5 separate regions of the Mus musculus genome follow, and regions 1, 2, 3 and 5 are each linked to region 4. The links are chromatin contacts, called in public Hi-C and HiChIP or PLAC-seq maps. All regions are on one chromosome and are shown on one strand. Each heading gives the region's core, a stretch centred on a gene start, on an enhancer-like site or on the middle of the called end of the contact. The rest is flanking DNA. Distances are from core to core; before and after follow the strand shown.

The links. Hi-C and Micro-C count contacts between places; a contact is called where the count stands out from the background. HiChIP or PLAC-seq counts read pairs in DNA pulled down with a chosen protein or histone mark.
Region 1: a contact with region 4 is called in a BATF HiChIP or PLAC-seq map of CD8 T cells, with 8 read pairs. The contact joins two enhancer-like sites. A contact is called at or near these places in 6 of 484 Hi-C or Micro-C datasets (the Ba/F3 cell line, group 2 innate lymphoid cells, myeloid progenitors and 2 more) and 2 of 115 datasets of contacts at active chromatin or transcription factors (CD8 T cells and extraembryonic endoderm stem cells).
Region 2: an H3K27ac HiChIP or PLAC-seq map of extraembryonic endoderm stem cells shows a contact between it and region 4. The contact joins two enhancer-like sites. A contact is called at or near these places in 2 of 115 datasets of contacts at active chromatin or transcription factors (acute myeloid leukemia and extraembryonic endoderm stem cells) and 1 of 9 other capture datasets (adipose tissue).
Region 3: a contact with region 4 is called in an H3K27ac HiChIP or PLAC-seq map of the NIH/3T3 cell line, with 2.5 times the contacts expected there. The contact joins two enhancer-like sites. A contact is called at or near these places in 1 of 484 Hi-C or Micro-C datasets (nephron progenitors) and 3 of 115 datasets of contacts at active chromatin or transcription factors (the NIH/3T3 cell line, embryonic fibroblasts and extraembryonic endoderm stem cells).
Region 5: a Hi-C map of the N1E-115 cell line shows a contact between it and region 4, with 2.7 times the contacts expected there. The contact joins two enhancer-like sites. A contact is called at or near these places in 1 of 15 datasets of contacts at CTCF or cohesin (the NIH/3T3 cell line), 4 of 484 Hi-C or Micro-C datasets (the C2C12 cell line, the N1E-115 cell line, bone marrow-derived macrophages and 1 more) and 2 of 115 datasets of contacts at active chromatin or transcription factors (the NIH/3T3 cell line and embryonic stem cells).

The regions. Positions count from the first base shown.
Region 1 is chr14:73,086,640-73,089,339 of GRCm38.p6, forward strand. No RefSeq gene overlaps it. Among named protein-coding and RNA genes, the nearest start is that of Gm35388, 15 kb to the right of the region's middle. Within about 2 kb of position 1,277, at least 35 of the 459 cell types and tissues checked have an H3K27ac peak or open chromatin away from gene starts, as enhancers often do. A contact at or near this core is called in CD8 T cells and group 2 innate lymphoid cells, where this site is marked.
Region 2 is chr14:72,649,330-72,652,029 of GRCm38.p6, forward strand. It overlaps Fndc3a (fibronectin type III domain containing 3A), which reads right to left. Exons shown (of 26, transcript NM_207636.2): 3 at 2,687-2,700. Among named protein-coding and RNA genes, the nearest start is that of Fndc3a, 59 kb to the right of the region's middle. Within about 2 kb of position 1,367, at least 7 of the 459 cell types and tissues checked have an H3K27ac peak or open chromatin away from gene starts, as enhancers often do. A contact at or near this core is called in extraembryonic endoderm stem cells, where this site is marked.
Region 3 is chr14:72,632,574-72,635,406 of GRCm38.p6, forward strand. The region is part of intron 3 of Fndc3a (fibronectin type III domain containing 3A); the gene reads right to left. Among named protein-coding and RNA genes, the nearest start is that of Fndc3a, 76 kb to the right of the region's middle. Within about 2 kb of position 1,563, at least 13 of the 459 cell types and tissues checked have an H3K27ac peak or open chromatin away from gene starts, as enhancers often do. A contact at or near this core is called in the NIH/3T3 cell line, where this site is marked.
Region 4 is chr14:72,885,797-72,888,497 of GRCm38.p6, forward strand. No RefSeq gene overlaps it. Among named protein-coding and RNA genes, the nearest start is that of Gm41207, 17 kb to the left of the region's middle. Within about 2 kb of position 1,380, at least 112 of the 459 cell types and tissues checked have an H3K27ac peak or open chromatin away from gene starts, as enhancers often do. A contact at or near this core is called in the C2C12 cell line, CD8 T cells, the N1E-115 cell line and 4 more, where this site is marked.
Region 5 is chr14:72,738,725-72,741,503 of GRCm38.p6, forward strand. No RefSeq gene overlaps it. Among named protein-coding and RNA genes, the nearest start is that of Fndc3a, 30 kb to the left of the region's middle. Within about 2 kb of position 1,272, at least 38 of the 459 cell types and tissues checked have an H3K27ac peak or open chromatin away from gene starts, as enhancers often do. A contact at or near this core is called in the C2C12 cell line, the N1E-115 cell line and uterus, where this site is marked.

The DNA of each region.
Region 1 (2,700 bases), core at 27-2,526, 200 kb after region 4:
TCTTCAGGCTTTGTTCCCTGTCACCTTCTGGGTGAGGAATACTTTGATGAGCTTCCTAAAGTCACAATCAACCACTCTTTTCACTACCAAAGTTCTTTATTGGGCTCTAGTTTTCACACACATTAATGCCCAGTCATAGAACAAGCGGCTCATTGATCATTTAGTTATTTCCACAAAGCTGAAACATAACCTGTACGAAGTAGAAATTCCTTTCTTTGACCATTAAAGAGAGCCAATAGAAGGCACACAGTAAATATCTGTTGACTGGATAGATGAGAATGAATGGAAAGGGTTCTGTCCAGGTAAAAGTGGATTCTTAACAACAGGCATCTTTTAGGGGAAAACAATTCTCCTCCCCATGGCTTCTGAAGTTTTAATTCCATGGTCAATTTATTTCCAGGCCATATTCCCCCAAATCCAATTTAAGTTGGGATTTTCCCAAGTCAATTAGATGGGGCTTAAATTAGAAAAGGTATATAAATTCAGCTGACACTGCCCTTGGCACAGCCCAAGTGCCTGATAAATTATTTCTCCTCTTCTTTGCAATCACTAAAGGATTTGAATATCCTGAAGGAGTAGGTTGCAGATTTCTCTCATATGTGTTATATGAATGTGTGCGTGTGCGTGTGTGCGTGTGTGTGTGTGTGTGTGTGTGTGTGTGTGTGTGTGTGTGTGTGTGTGTGTGTGTATTGACAGAAACAAATGGTCTGGGGCCACACACACTGAGCCAGGAGCTGCCCTTCCAGTCTTGTGGATAAGTAATGATGTAGCAATGTGGTGACCTTATGGAGTAACAGTGTTACAACAATGAGTGATACATTTCTGCCTTCCGCAGGCAACAATCTTCTCTCAGTTTGTAACTATGTGTTACAATTTGTAACTATTTGTAACTACTGACCTCCCTTCCTTGCCTCTCAGTAGCCTCTGGAAATCTGTGTGATTGCACCACACAAACATAAGAAGACCCAGAGGAAATAAAAGCCAGATCGAGTTCACCATCACATACTGCACCACCACTATCTATTCACAGGTTGGTTCAATCTTATCATAGGGACTTAGCTTTCTAGATACCAATGAAGTCACTTGGCAGTGTCTACCCTTACTGCAGAGGCACATGTATTTCTTAAAGCAGAACCTGGGTGCTGACATTTGCCCCCACACGGCTTTCTCTTTTCTTTTTTTGACTTTGCAATGAAATCATAATTCATTTCTCTGCAGGGCACCTTCCAGTAAGTTTGTGGCTATAACATCGGTGAAATACAAACCACATCCTGGAGTCTCTAGAAGAAGTAAGAACCCACTTGAAAATGTCTAGAGGGGAGGTTGGAGGTGGCTCAGTGGTTAGGATCTGAGTTTGGATTGCCATTGTCCACGTAAAAGCTGACAACAGCAGCGCACCCCAGCACAGGCAGGTTCCAGGGGCTCACTGGCCAGCCAGTCTCGTCAAAACAGTGAGCTCCAGGTTCAGTGAGAGACCCCCATCTCTTTGTCAGGTATAGAAGCAATTGAGAAAAATGCCCAAACATCATCAAACTCTGGCTTCTTCAGTCACCTGTGTGGGCAAGCACACGGGCATGTACATGAGTGTGCACATATGCATGTACATGCACACACACACACACACCTGCATGCATGCATGCATACGTACATATGTACATACATACATAAAAGAAAACTAAAGAGACAGAAATTGCAAGTGAGAAGGCCTCTTACTCTTCTATACACAGTATCTCATTTCATTCACTCAAGAGATGAGTGTCACAAAGATATAGATAAGAAAACTATCAAAAACTTATTTTCAGAAAGTGAAACTAGGTCACTGTGTCTACCAGGGTAAATTCCCACAAACCTGGCTTAAAGAGACAGAGGCTCATCCTCTTGCCATTCTGGAAACCTGATCCTGGTTTCCAAAAGCCTGGATCCTAGCATCAAAGTTTTGTCTCAACAGAATCATTCATTCACTTTCACTCATTCATTTAACAAATATTTACCGAATGTCTTCCATGCATTACAAGGACTGGAAGTTTCTGGGAGCTCCTGAAAGAGTCCCTCCTTGCATCTCTCCTAGTCACTAGCCAGCAATCCCCAGTGTCCTGTGTTCCAATCTCAACCTTGCTGTATAGCACAGCCTTCTATTAGCTTATTAAGATACTACTCATTGAGTTTATAGCAAAAAAAAAAAAAGAAAGAAAGAAAGAAAGAAAGAAAGAAAGAAAAAAAACTCTAAGCTAGTCACATCTGTGTTGATTGTTTTTTGTCAACATAGCTAGTGTCATTTGGGAAGAAGAACCTCAATTTTAAAACTCCCTCCATAAGATTGGCCTGTGAGCATGTCCATGGGTTATTTCTTTTCTTGATTAATGATGGATGTCAGTGGTGCTGTCCCTGGGCTGGTGGTCCTGGGTTCTATAAGAAAGCAGGCTGTGCAAGCTATGTAGAGCAAGCCAGTAGGCAGCACCCCTCTGTGGTCTGTGTTTCAGTTCCTGCCTCCAGGCTCCTGCCCTCGGAGATGGAGTATGGCTTAGTTTGTAAAATGAAACAATTCCTTTCCACGCCTAAGCTGATTTTGTTCAGTGTTTTACCACATCAAGAGAAAACGAATGAGGACAACCGTCTGACCCCACAACCTCCTTACATCTCCAAAGACCCTATTTACCTAATAAGGTCATATTCTTAGGATAAGGACTCGGGCATGTCATG
Region 2 (2,700 bases), core at 117-2,616, 240 kb before region 4:
ACTGTTCCCCAGTAAAGCACAGAAATGTGTCCTTGTACAGAATGCTGATACAGGAGTCAGCTCCCTTAAGGTCTGGTGAACACTGAGGCAGTCTGTACAGTACACAACTCTTCAGGTCCTGCAGGAGGCTGTTGCTGCTAGATATTAAAATCAAATGAAAGGAGTTATGAAGAGATAACTTACAGGATGCAGCCACAAACTGACTCTTGAAATACAAGCTGTTTATCATTCTGAGATTAAGCCATCCCTACATTTTAAAATACAATAAAACAATCTGTTTTTTCATCTGCTAGTGTATTGGGGAAAATCAATATTATATTAATTAAAATGCTTTCTTGATTAATATTTATGAATAATCTGGAAGGCACACAAGTAAGCTATGTGATCAGAAATTTATATTCCATGTGATTCATAGTGAAAACAAAAAATTCTATTTGAAGAAAAGTTAGTAAAGATGGCAAAGCTTTTTAAATGTCTATACTGCTTATATATTCTCTTGTCTAGATCCTTTCAGGAATATTGATTATTTGTGTATTACCCAACTGCAGCACAGATATTTTAGATTAACTTAGTGATATTTCTAATACATGTAGGGTTCCAAGTTTGACTTGTGACTCCTGGCTAAGGTATTTTAAAAGATTCACCATCAGGCTCAGCTATGTAGTGATAGGAAAGGGGCACTGAAAACTGTCAGCCTATGGTATCACAGCCAATGCTAATCAGAGAGTGTGACGAGTCCTTCACCCTCAGAAGTATTACAGTCTAGATGTTAACAAGGTAGGGAGTGACCCACCTCCATGGATTCTTTAATTTAAAGCCATGACTATTAGGTAGTAGTAAGAACCAAAAAGGATACAAAGAATTGTAAAAAATACAAATCCAAAGCGTTCAGGTACTAGTACTAGTTGAAAGGTAAAATAAGCACTTCAAATTAAACATAACATACGTAATTTCCTAACAACTAAAAGGAATGTTGCACGCAGGTACAGTACAAAGGCACCTGGGAAGTCAGTTTCTCAACAGCTGGTATCAAGGGGTTTCAAAGCAGTCTGGGCTCACCTTCTCTTAGCAGTTACACCCAGAACTCACAATATCTCTATTTGCTGAGTACTGCAGAGGTAACAGGTCCAGTTTCAAGTATAATGTATGCTTATGAATGTGGTGGTTTGAATGGAAATGCCCCCCACAATCCCACAGGGAGTAGCACTATAAGGTCTTGTTGGAGTAAGCATGGCCTTGTAAGAGAAAGTATATCACTGGGGTGGGCTTTGAGTTCTCAGAAGCTCAAGCCAGGCCTAGTGGCTAACTGTCTCTTCCTGCTGCCTTCAAATCCAAATATAGAATCCTCAGCTACCTCTCCAACATCCTGTCTACCTGAATGCCACCATGCTTCCCACCTTGACAATAATGGACTAAACATCTAACCTACAAGCCAGCCCCAATTAAATGTTTTCCTTTATAAGAGCTGCCATGGTCACGGTGTCTCTAAACAGCAATAAGACCCCAAGTAAGGCAGTTATTCTTACCCTGATCTAATACTGATGGGAACAAGAGCTGAACTGATACGAAATGTATTACTGAACTTAAATAACCCACAGCACCTTATAACAAGCTACTAAGAAACAGCTAATGTTTAACTCAGCTTCTCTAACTCCAAAGACACTGACTTTTTGTTTGTCTGTTTGCTGACAGAATCTTACTATCTCAGTGATAAGGGTACTGAGCTGCTGGAAAGGTTGGCTTGTTCTGATGGACAAAGGGGGACTTCTGTCCCATGACACTGCTTATCTCTGGCTTTGTTGGCAATCTTTGGGTAGTGAATTTAAGCAAGTCAAAGACCTGAATCTTCATCATATGTCATCATACCACATCCGCTCTTGTCCAAGTTTCCCCTTTTATGATACTAGTGACAGTGGATGAAGGGGCCACCCTAACCTTCCTGTAGCCCTCATTTTCATATATGAACACAATGCTCACTAAATGGAGGCTGCTTTGCTCCTCCTCTCAGGGGATATGGTGATGTCTGGAGAGATTTCTATTTGTTCTGAATCTCGGAGGGTAAGAAATAACGAGTGTATAGAAGACAGGGAACTCTACTAAACCCACTACAATTCATAGGATGGCTCCCAATAGCTGAAAAATATCCAGTCCAAAATGCTAAGGCGATGTCCAATAAAGGAAGATTGCAGTGAACGTGGGAAAACATCTGAGCTGAGTTTAAAGCAGTTGGGTTAGAACCACCTGGAATGAGGTGACAAGGGTGAATCCTAGAGAAGGAAACTCGTGCTGACTAGACAAGACAGGTTTGCAGTTAACAAGCAGACTCTTTAAAAAGCCTGAGGAAGACAGCTACAGTGTAGATCTTAAAAAGAAAAGCCTGAGGCCACACTGGAAATAAAAACAATATTAGAAAACAGAATGGACCTTTGGAGGACTGAAAGACCTGGCTAGCGTTACTTACTTTTTTTGACTAATAAAATGTACACAATAGAATTTTATAGTTAGATCAATCAAAAAAGGAGAAAGAGACTAATTAGAGTTCTACTGCAATAGTTAAATGACTGGAGTACTCAAGCTTGTGATTGTGACACAGGGAGAACGCACAAGTGTACACACTGTTACCTACCTGGAAAAATAGAAGGCAGATTTTCTCTTGTTACAGAATGTAGCAAATTATTCCTCTTACCTGTAATGCACTGA
Region 3 (2,833 bases), core at 313-2,812, 250 kb before region 4:
GCTCACTCTCAAACTTTTCCAGATTGAGAAAAATCCTTAATAGCTAAAGATCCTATGGCTTTGAGGTGGCTATCCATCCTCCTCATTGCCAGAATTCTTTAAGCTGGCTCTATATAAAATACAAAACAGACATTTTTTTGCCCACCTTAATTCACAGAAAATGTACGGTTATCAATTTATAAACTTGTTATATTTCTCTTTTTCTTCCTTTTCTCTTCGTTCCCACTGGTCACCAGTTTTTTCTGCACCCAAAATACTGTCTAGTGCATCTCCCCCAGCCCCTTTGGGGTAAGTGGAGGGTCTAAATTTAAAGAAAAAAGTCTAAATATTTCTTAAAAATCTATTTTTAAAAGTTACATTTAGCTGGCTTTTGATTTATACAATCAAAGTTGCCAAAATTATCAAATAATGTAGGAAAAAAGAAAACTTAAAATTTTATCAAATGAAGCAAACATGCCCAAATTATTTTCTATGCATCTATGTTCATCAAAGCAATGTTTTCTCAGCTCCTAAAGAGATAATTCCGTTTATTACTTTAATAATTCATAATCATCCTAATTTCAATTACACCAAGATTCTAACTAAAGGTTTTAACCTTCCATTTTCTAGAGGGAGAAGGTAGAGGGCAGGAGTAAGCCTGTGACCTTCCTCTAGGAAGCACATCATGCCGCAGAGTCCCTGGTCTGGCTGAGGTCCCCCTGGAACTCATAGGTCCCTTCCTGCTTTCTCAATCACAGCACTGTTTCATGCAATTCCTTAATGTTCTTTTTATTAGCGGTCTACTAACCTCGTGGGGGCATGGGGATGAATTCTATGCTGCTCACCAATCTTTTAGATAGTGAATACACATACTTAGCAATAATTATTTAAATTAAGTGAATTTAAAAAACAACCTCTGGGTCATATTTCAAGACTTACTAATTTATTCAATTCAGTATTTCCTGTAATCTACAACAATTATAAAATGCAATCAATATTTAGGTCCCTGAAAGAATGACTATTACAAGTATGTTCTCTCTACCACCATGGCTGAATTTTAATGCTATTTTCTAACGTTTTCAGTTGAAAAAGAGGCTTTTAAGCTTGCAGTTAGAGAAAGGCACCTTCTAAGTATACCCCATGCACAGATTGTACAAATGGAGGAAGAAGCTAAGCACTAATGTGTAAGAGGTATCATCTATTTCCTGACTGTGGATGTCATGTGACCAGCTGCCTCCAGCTCCTGCTGCTGGACTTTGCTGCCATGCTGGCCTGAAAGAATTCTGCTCCAAGCTGCTGCTGTCACAGGACTTCATCACAACAGGGGAAGCAACGAAGACAGTCTCTCAACAGTTGCCTTCTATGATATATTTTTATTGAAATATTTCTTAAAAACCCATTCAGAATTGTGTATAGTTCCTAAAGTATCTTTTTTTCTAAAGAGCTGCAACCAGCTACTATAAATCAGAAATCCTAGTCACTGATTCATCATGTGAATCAGTTAATTATGTAAACTCCAGCCAATGGACAAGAGTTCTTAAGAAAGAGGGTGAGTATCTTACACGCCTATTTCTTTTCCTGTCCTTTTTCATTCTGTGTGGGACAGGACAGTGTGCAACCTTGACTAGAGCAATCTCCTAAGTATGACATAGAGCATAGAGACTCTACCTAACTACTGCCTATCTCTAGGTCAATTTTTATGAGAGGGGGAAAAACAAAGTTCATACTATTTGTCTTGGCTTTCTATTGTTATGTCACAATGACCACAAAGACATATTAGTCGCTCACAGTTGTGAGATTCAGAATCTGGCCTGTGTGACTGGTTTCTCTGGCCAAGGTCCCACAAGATGAAAACCAAAGTGGTAGACAGATTGTATTCTTATCTGGAGGTTGATGTACTTTTCCAAGCTCCTCTGGCATGGAAGAACTCGATCTTAGAATTATAAGCAAAAGGGTACCATGTCCTCCTGACTACCATCTGAGGCCACAACTCCTTGAACACACTCAAAGTCTGTTTCCGGTCCACATTTCCATGTTCAAGGCCAGCACACAAACTCTTGGACTTGTAGAATGCCTTGCTGTGCTCTGATGTTCTCCTGGAAGAGGCCTGTCCCTTTAAAAAGCTCACATGACCAGGTAAGATTCGTCCTGATTTCTTAAGTCAACTGTATACAGAGAATAAGCCAGAGAAACAAAATTCATCAAAGTAAGTTTGAAAAATTATATAGGATTTATACAAAAGGGGCAATGACCTTGGACTATCTTTGAATTCTGTAACATTACTTCAGGTCTCTGCTACTTTAAAAGATTATTTAAATGAAATTATATACATATTATATATATAATATGTATTTTTAACAATTGCAATGTTCAGTAGTAACTATAATTACATTGCTGTGTAACCACCACCTCCAGCCATCTTTGGAGCTGAACTATGAACTCACCGAGGAACCATCCTCTACTTTCCTTTCCCCAGGCCCCGACAACCACCACCACACACATGTCTCTATGACTATGTCTACTCCCAGTACCGCAGTGGAATCATTTGGCATTTATTTGCCCTTTTATGACTGGCTTATTTAACTTAACTGCTATGTATCATTGCATCTGATGCCCATACACATAAAAAGACTGAGGACTTCCAATAGGAGAAAAAACAGAAAATATAAACGCTATTAACATTATTCATTAAAAGTAACTGATTCTGGTTGTCTATATTTTGCTTTTAAACATAACTCGCGATGTTACCCTAATTCAACTGTATACTCTATAGTTTCTTTTGAAAAGTAACATTCACATAGGTCTCTAGGAGAATGAGGACTATTTCAGAATGTACTCCGGGAGAATTACTAAA
Region 4 (2,701 bases), core at 130-2,629:
GACACAGTGTTAACAGAAGGACTGGAGAGGCCCGGCATTAGTAGGATTCAAATGATCTCTTCTTTTGCCCCACCCTTCCATCCAATGTTAACTTAACTGTAAAATAACCTGCCCTTTCTCCTGCACAACCAAGGAGGGAGATGCCTGTCGAAGTGCTCCCACCACATCTTTCCCTCTGTGGCCTTCCTGTTGCCTCTGCCCTCACTTCAGCCCAGCTGTGCCCCTAATTTAAAGCAGTCACTTGGAACTCAAAATTCAACTTTAGTGTTTCCATTGCATCAGAGTTGCTAAAAATAATCTATTGATAAGCCTCCTATTTAAACAGCTGTCTCATTTATTCTTCCCTAATATTCTTTTTTAAAGGGTCTACCTTGTATCATTTCGGTTCTATGTAGTTTTCGAGATACTTTGAAAGACACAGATTAAATAAATATGCAGTTTGTCAATTCCAATAGCCACGATGGAATTGTGGGATAGGGTAATGTGATAAGGTAAAAATGACTGACCAGAGTGTAATGTGCAAAAATTAATTAATTAATTAATTAATAATTTTCTAAGACAGGGTTTCTCTGTGTAGCCCTAACTGGCTCTGTAGACCAGGCTAGCCTCCAACACAGATATTACCTGCCTCTGTGTCTTGGTTGCTGAGATTAAAAGAATATCCACCACCACCTGACTGCAAAACAAACAAAGAATTTAGTGTTTATCTTACTGATAAAATCTGAATATTATGTACTGAATATTTGTGCCCTTCCCTAATTAATATACTGAAATCTTATCCTCTAATGTGATGGCATCAAGAGACAAGAGTCTTGTGGGGAAGTTGACCAAGTCATGAGAGTGAGGCTTTCAGGAATGGGATGAGTAACCCCTGAGAGAGGCCCTATGGAGCTCTTGGTTTTTCTATCACATGAGGATACAGGAAAACTTCAGTCTGATGCTGGGGAAACGGTCCCCCACTGAAGCCTCATTATGCTGACCCCTGATCTTGAACCTCCAGCCCAGAAATAAATGTCTATTGCCACTGAGTCTATGAGACACTGTCACAGCAGCCTATGAGACACCCTGTAACGATATGACAGTCCTTCTAGAAAAGAACTCAGGGAAGAGACACAGAGACTCTGGAATGTTCACTCCAGATTACAAATAGCGTTAAGAAAAGTCCTCTGTGTACTTAGGTGTGAGAGCTACTCAGTGTATGCTAGATGTAGTGACTCATTCCTGAAGAACAGAGTGGAAAAAAAAGAACAGACACGGTAAAGGAAAAACTTGAGAAATACCACCCCAAGCGCATGACGAAGCACACAACCCTCGGTGGTAGCATATAGTAGTCACGTATCCCTAAGCTGGAGCAACAAAAACTGCACGTAACCTCTATGGTATTTCCCCCTAAATCCTGAAACACGATCTTATCAGAAGAAAAACAACAGACTAAGCCAGACCCAGTGCTGCGCTACGAAACATCTGACCGGTGTTTCTTGAAACTGTCAAAGTCAATATGGGGCAACTCTAAAACCAGGGCCAGAAGGGCAGATGACCCAACGCAGCAGGGATGACTGCAACACAGTGTGGCAGAGCCTGGGGTCCCCAAACAACAAGGGATGTTTTCGTTAAAAAGCAAAATCCAAATTAGGTTTGGAATTTAGAAAATAGTAATATACTATTTTTGTTTCCTAGTTTTGACTAATATACCCTTAGGGAAAACCAAAACTGGATTAGGGGTATGTAGGAACTCTGTCATTTTCACAACTTTTCTGTGAATCTTAAATTGTTCCAAATAAAAACGAGTTTAGGAAGAAAAAAAAAACAGAAAAACTCTATGTCAGTGTGTGGTAATTTGTGGTGGATTATCAAGTGGTAAGTGACTTGTGGCATGTAGATTAGAGTGCTCTTTAGGAAGCCAGTGTGGAGAGACTTCTCAGAACAGTGACAGAAAGTGCCGTGGGAGATAGGCTGAGAAAACGAGCACCTCTCAGATGAGAGGGTCAGCAGGGATGAAAGGTGAGCCACGGGGGTTCTGGTCAGAGACTAATACAAATGAGCTCAAGAGAGACGTGGCCAGGCTGCTGCAGGAGGATGGAGACATCCGGTAAGGAGCAGCGCGGCTAGCAAGTCCGGAACAGGAACCTGAGAATGCGGGTGCAACATTGGGGGATTGTCTGAAAAGAAAGCCACAACAAAACCGTTCGGCTGGTTCCTCGGTCATGTTAGCCCCACACACCTCTTAAGCCTCAGACAGCCTCGAAGGCTGGTGTGAGATGAAAAGATTAGAAAGCCAAGCTGGACAGTTGGCATCCATTCTCTTCAAAATAAACCTTTAAACCCATTTCCAGCCAGAGGTATGGTTTGAAAAATATCTCTTAAGCCGGAGGTCACGGCTGCTTGTGGAAAAGATCGATGACCATACAGAATCATCCCATTTACTCTGTCACTTCTACATTCATAGGTCAAGCTGCTGAGCATTATTACATGAAGAAAAATGATGGACTGTCTAGCTCAGAGCTGAAGGAAGACAATGCCAAAAAAAAAAAAGAAGAAGTAGCTACTTTTCCATGGTTGGGCTTTGGTCTTGACTTGGCCTACAGCACCCTTTGTTACCTACAGCAGCCTTGACCATCTTTTGAAGCAACCAGAGGCCACTGACTCTGATTGTCACCACTTTGGTGCACACTCAGCACTATGTACCCTGTTGTTAAAAGTC
Region 5 (2,779 bases), core at 22-2,521, 150 kb before region 4:
GGATTATGTGGGTGTATGCGTGTGTGTGTGTGTGTGTGTGTGTGTGTGGTGTATGTTTATATGTATGTGAACGTGTATATGTGTGCGTGTCTGTGTCTGTGTGTATGCATGCATGCCTGTGTATATAGGCCAAAGTAGGGTTTTGTGTGTCCTGCTCTATAACTCTCTGTCATATTTCCTTGAGACAGGATCCCTTATTAAATTAAAGTCTAGGCTGGCAGCCAGCAAGTCCCAGCAATCTTCCTGTCTACTACTCACAGCACTGGGGACACAGTTGTTCAGGAAGCCATTTATTCACGTAGCCATACTTACTAGCAGATCATCTTTTAACTGTTTGGAGTTACATTTTGCTTCTCTCACCTAGACTGAAAGCCACTGAAAGGTGGGGGCTATCCTATTTATGCCTGAGTCTCCAGGCTTAGCTTATTGACCGATCCAGAGTTACCACTCAATACACGGCTGGGTGAAAGTCAGAGTCAGCGGTTTATTGGATTTGCATAGGATACATCTTACTTTCACAATGGTGACAGAAACAACATAACCAGAGTGTTCTTATTACATTGAACTCCATGGAGGAAAGCCACCGACGGGCCTCTAGTTTGCATGGGTTCTGCAGATAAAGTTGTCTAATTCCCCAAAATCCTGAGCGAGAAAAAAACTGTACATTGCTCAGGAGAACAATGTGTTCTTTGACACCAACTGTGAAAGCTTTCAAAACAAAAATGTAAATTTTCTTTGCCTCTAGGCTGTTTTCACTAGTCTTTCTCATTTACGAGCTCACTTGTTTTCTTTATACACAACGGATTTTTTAGAGTACTCTGTTGTTAAGAAGCGTTCGGGCAACCTCTAGTCAACCTATTTAGATTTCAGTGTTCTTATCTGTGTAATGAGGCTAATGGTACTAAGCTGTTCTCCCAGGGATGCTTGATTAAATATGTGTCTTGACACTGCACAGGCCCTGCGTACATCAGCAAGGATTTTCAAAAATAAAATGTCCTATATGCCCAGAAAATGGTTCCATTTGGCATTGTTTGAAGAGCAGGCACATTTCCACAAGGGAACACTTGCACCATCAGCAAGCATTCCAAAATAGATCTGAGGTAAAAAATTGTTATGACTGCAGCTAATGTTTTATTTGGGGTTGATAAGACAGGCAAGTATGTCAAAACATCTCCACCCATTATTTTTAATGGGGGAGAGCAAGCTTTAGTGAAATGTGCAATTCCTATTCTGCAGTCAGTATCCTTGCTGGCAGAAGATGTTCTAGTCTTTTCACCCTACGTATGCTGCATTGGATTTGCCCAGAGTGTCTTCCTTGTTACTTTAAGTGGGACCAGAGCCCAGAATTCCTGTGGTCATGCCCTGCCCAGCATATTTTCCTGTCCTTTAATGGGGCAACAGGGGCTGCGCTGCTCTTCCTCACAGCCTTGGCCTCGATGAATGGTCTCTCTTTCCATAACTCATTTTTCTACCATCCTGGATAACTCCTTTACTCTTTCTACCTCTTATAGAAAAGATGTCAGTTTCCTTCCCAGTCCTGGGTGGGCCCTGAGAGACAAGAGAGGAAAAGACACCAGAGAAAGGTGACAATAAATGGGAACCAGGGAGACAGTCAAAACAAATGCACCCCGCTTTACTTCCGAGATGCCAAGAGGCAGTAGGAGGAGTTTAGGAATTTTCATGAAAACAAAGCGTGGGACAGTACTGTGACTTCTATCCTCCTTTCATCTGGTCTCAACCCAGGTTGAATGATAGGTGAGTTAGCTAATTCTTGCTTCTATTATAGACACCTATGAAAGAGGAACTGCAGTCCAAATAGGGGAACTGGTGTGTGCAAAAGTTTGAGGACTGGGTAGAATCGATCTCTGGTCCATTCTTCCTCTGCAGTCTAACTTGGTGTGCAACAGAATCCGATGGAAATACTCTTTAACCTTAAGAACACCTTTTAAGGAAGCATAGTGGACCCAAAGAAGATAATGCCTTACAAACATCAGAAGTCAGATGAACCCAGTGAATTCTCACAAACCAAACACGCTCATTAACAAGAGCAATTTGAGAAACACTTCTCTCAATGTTTGCTTTTACAGTTTAGTTTTCAGGGACCATTCTCTGATTCACTGAATCAGAAACTCAAGAGCTGGAAGCTCATGCCACGTGTTTACGTAAATTCCCCCAGCAAGCCTTTTGCACCCACGCAGGCAACCTGTTTTATTTGTAAACTCTGCTCAGCTCACAGGACTCATGGCTTGGGTAGGGTGAGACACTAGGGAAAGTCTCAGTCTGGGAGGAAGGTGGACTAAGGTATTGCCCTTTTTAGAGAAATGTTCTAACAGTAGTTTGAGAAGGGACAGATGGCAATCCCCCTCTAGTTGCCACTTAGCCTTCATTTCTCTTTTACTGTTTTCTCACTTGGTAATAGAACCCCAGTTTCAGCGAAGTAAATAGTCACCAAGCACACACATATATGGCCTCATTTGAGGTCAAATGTGACTGTGAAACTAACTTTTAGCCATTCAGGCTTTCCGTGGAAATGTCATGTGTGAACTGGAAAAGTAGTTAAAGGTGTAGTTAAAGGTGAAGTACACTCTTCCTGATCTTTCCTGCCTTGCTGACCAATGGAGGGTGGCCATGTCTGGGACTAGAGAGACCATCTAGGGTCAGATGTATGAAGGCCATCTATCATGAATGGGAGATCAGAAAACCTGAAGAAGTGTACATTCCTTAGGAAAAATTTTAAGGATTTCACCCTAAATCTATAATACCAACTGTGAATTTTGAA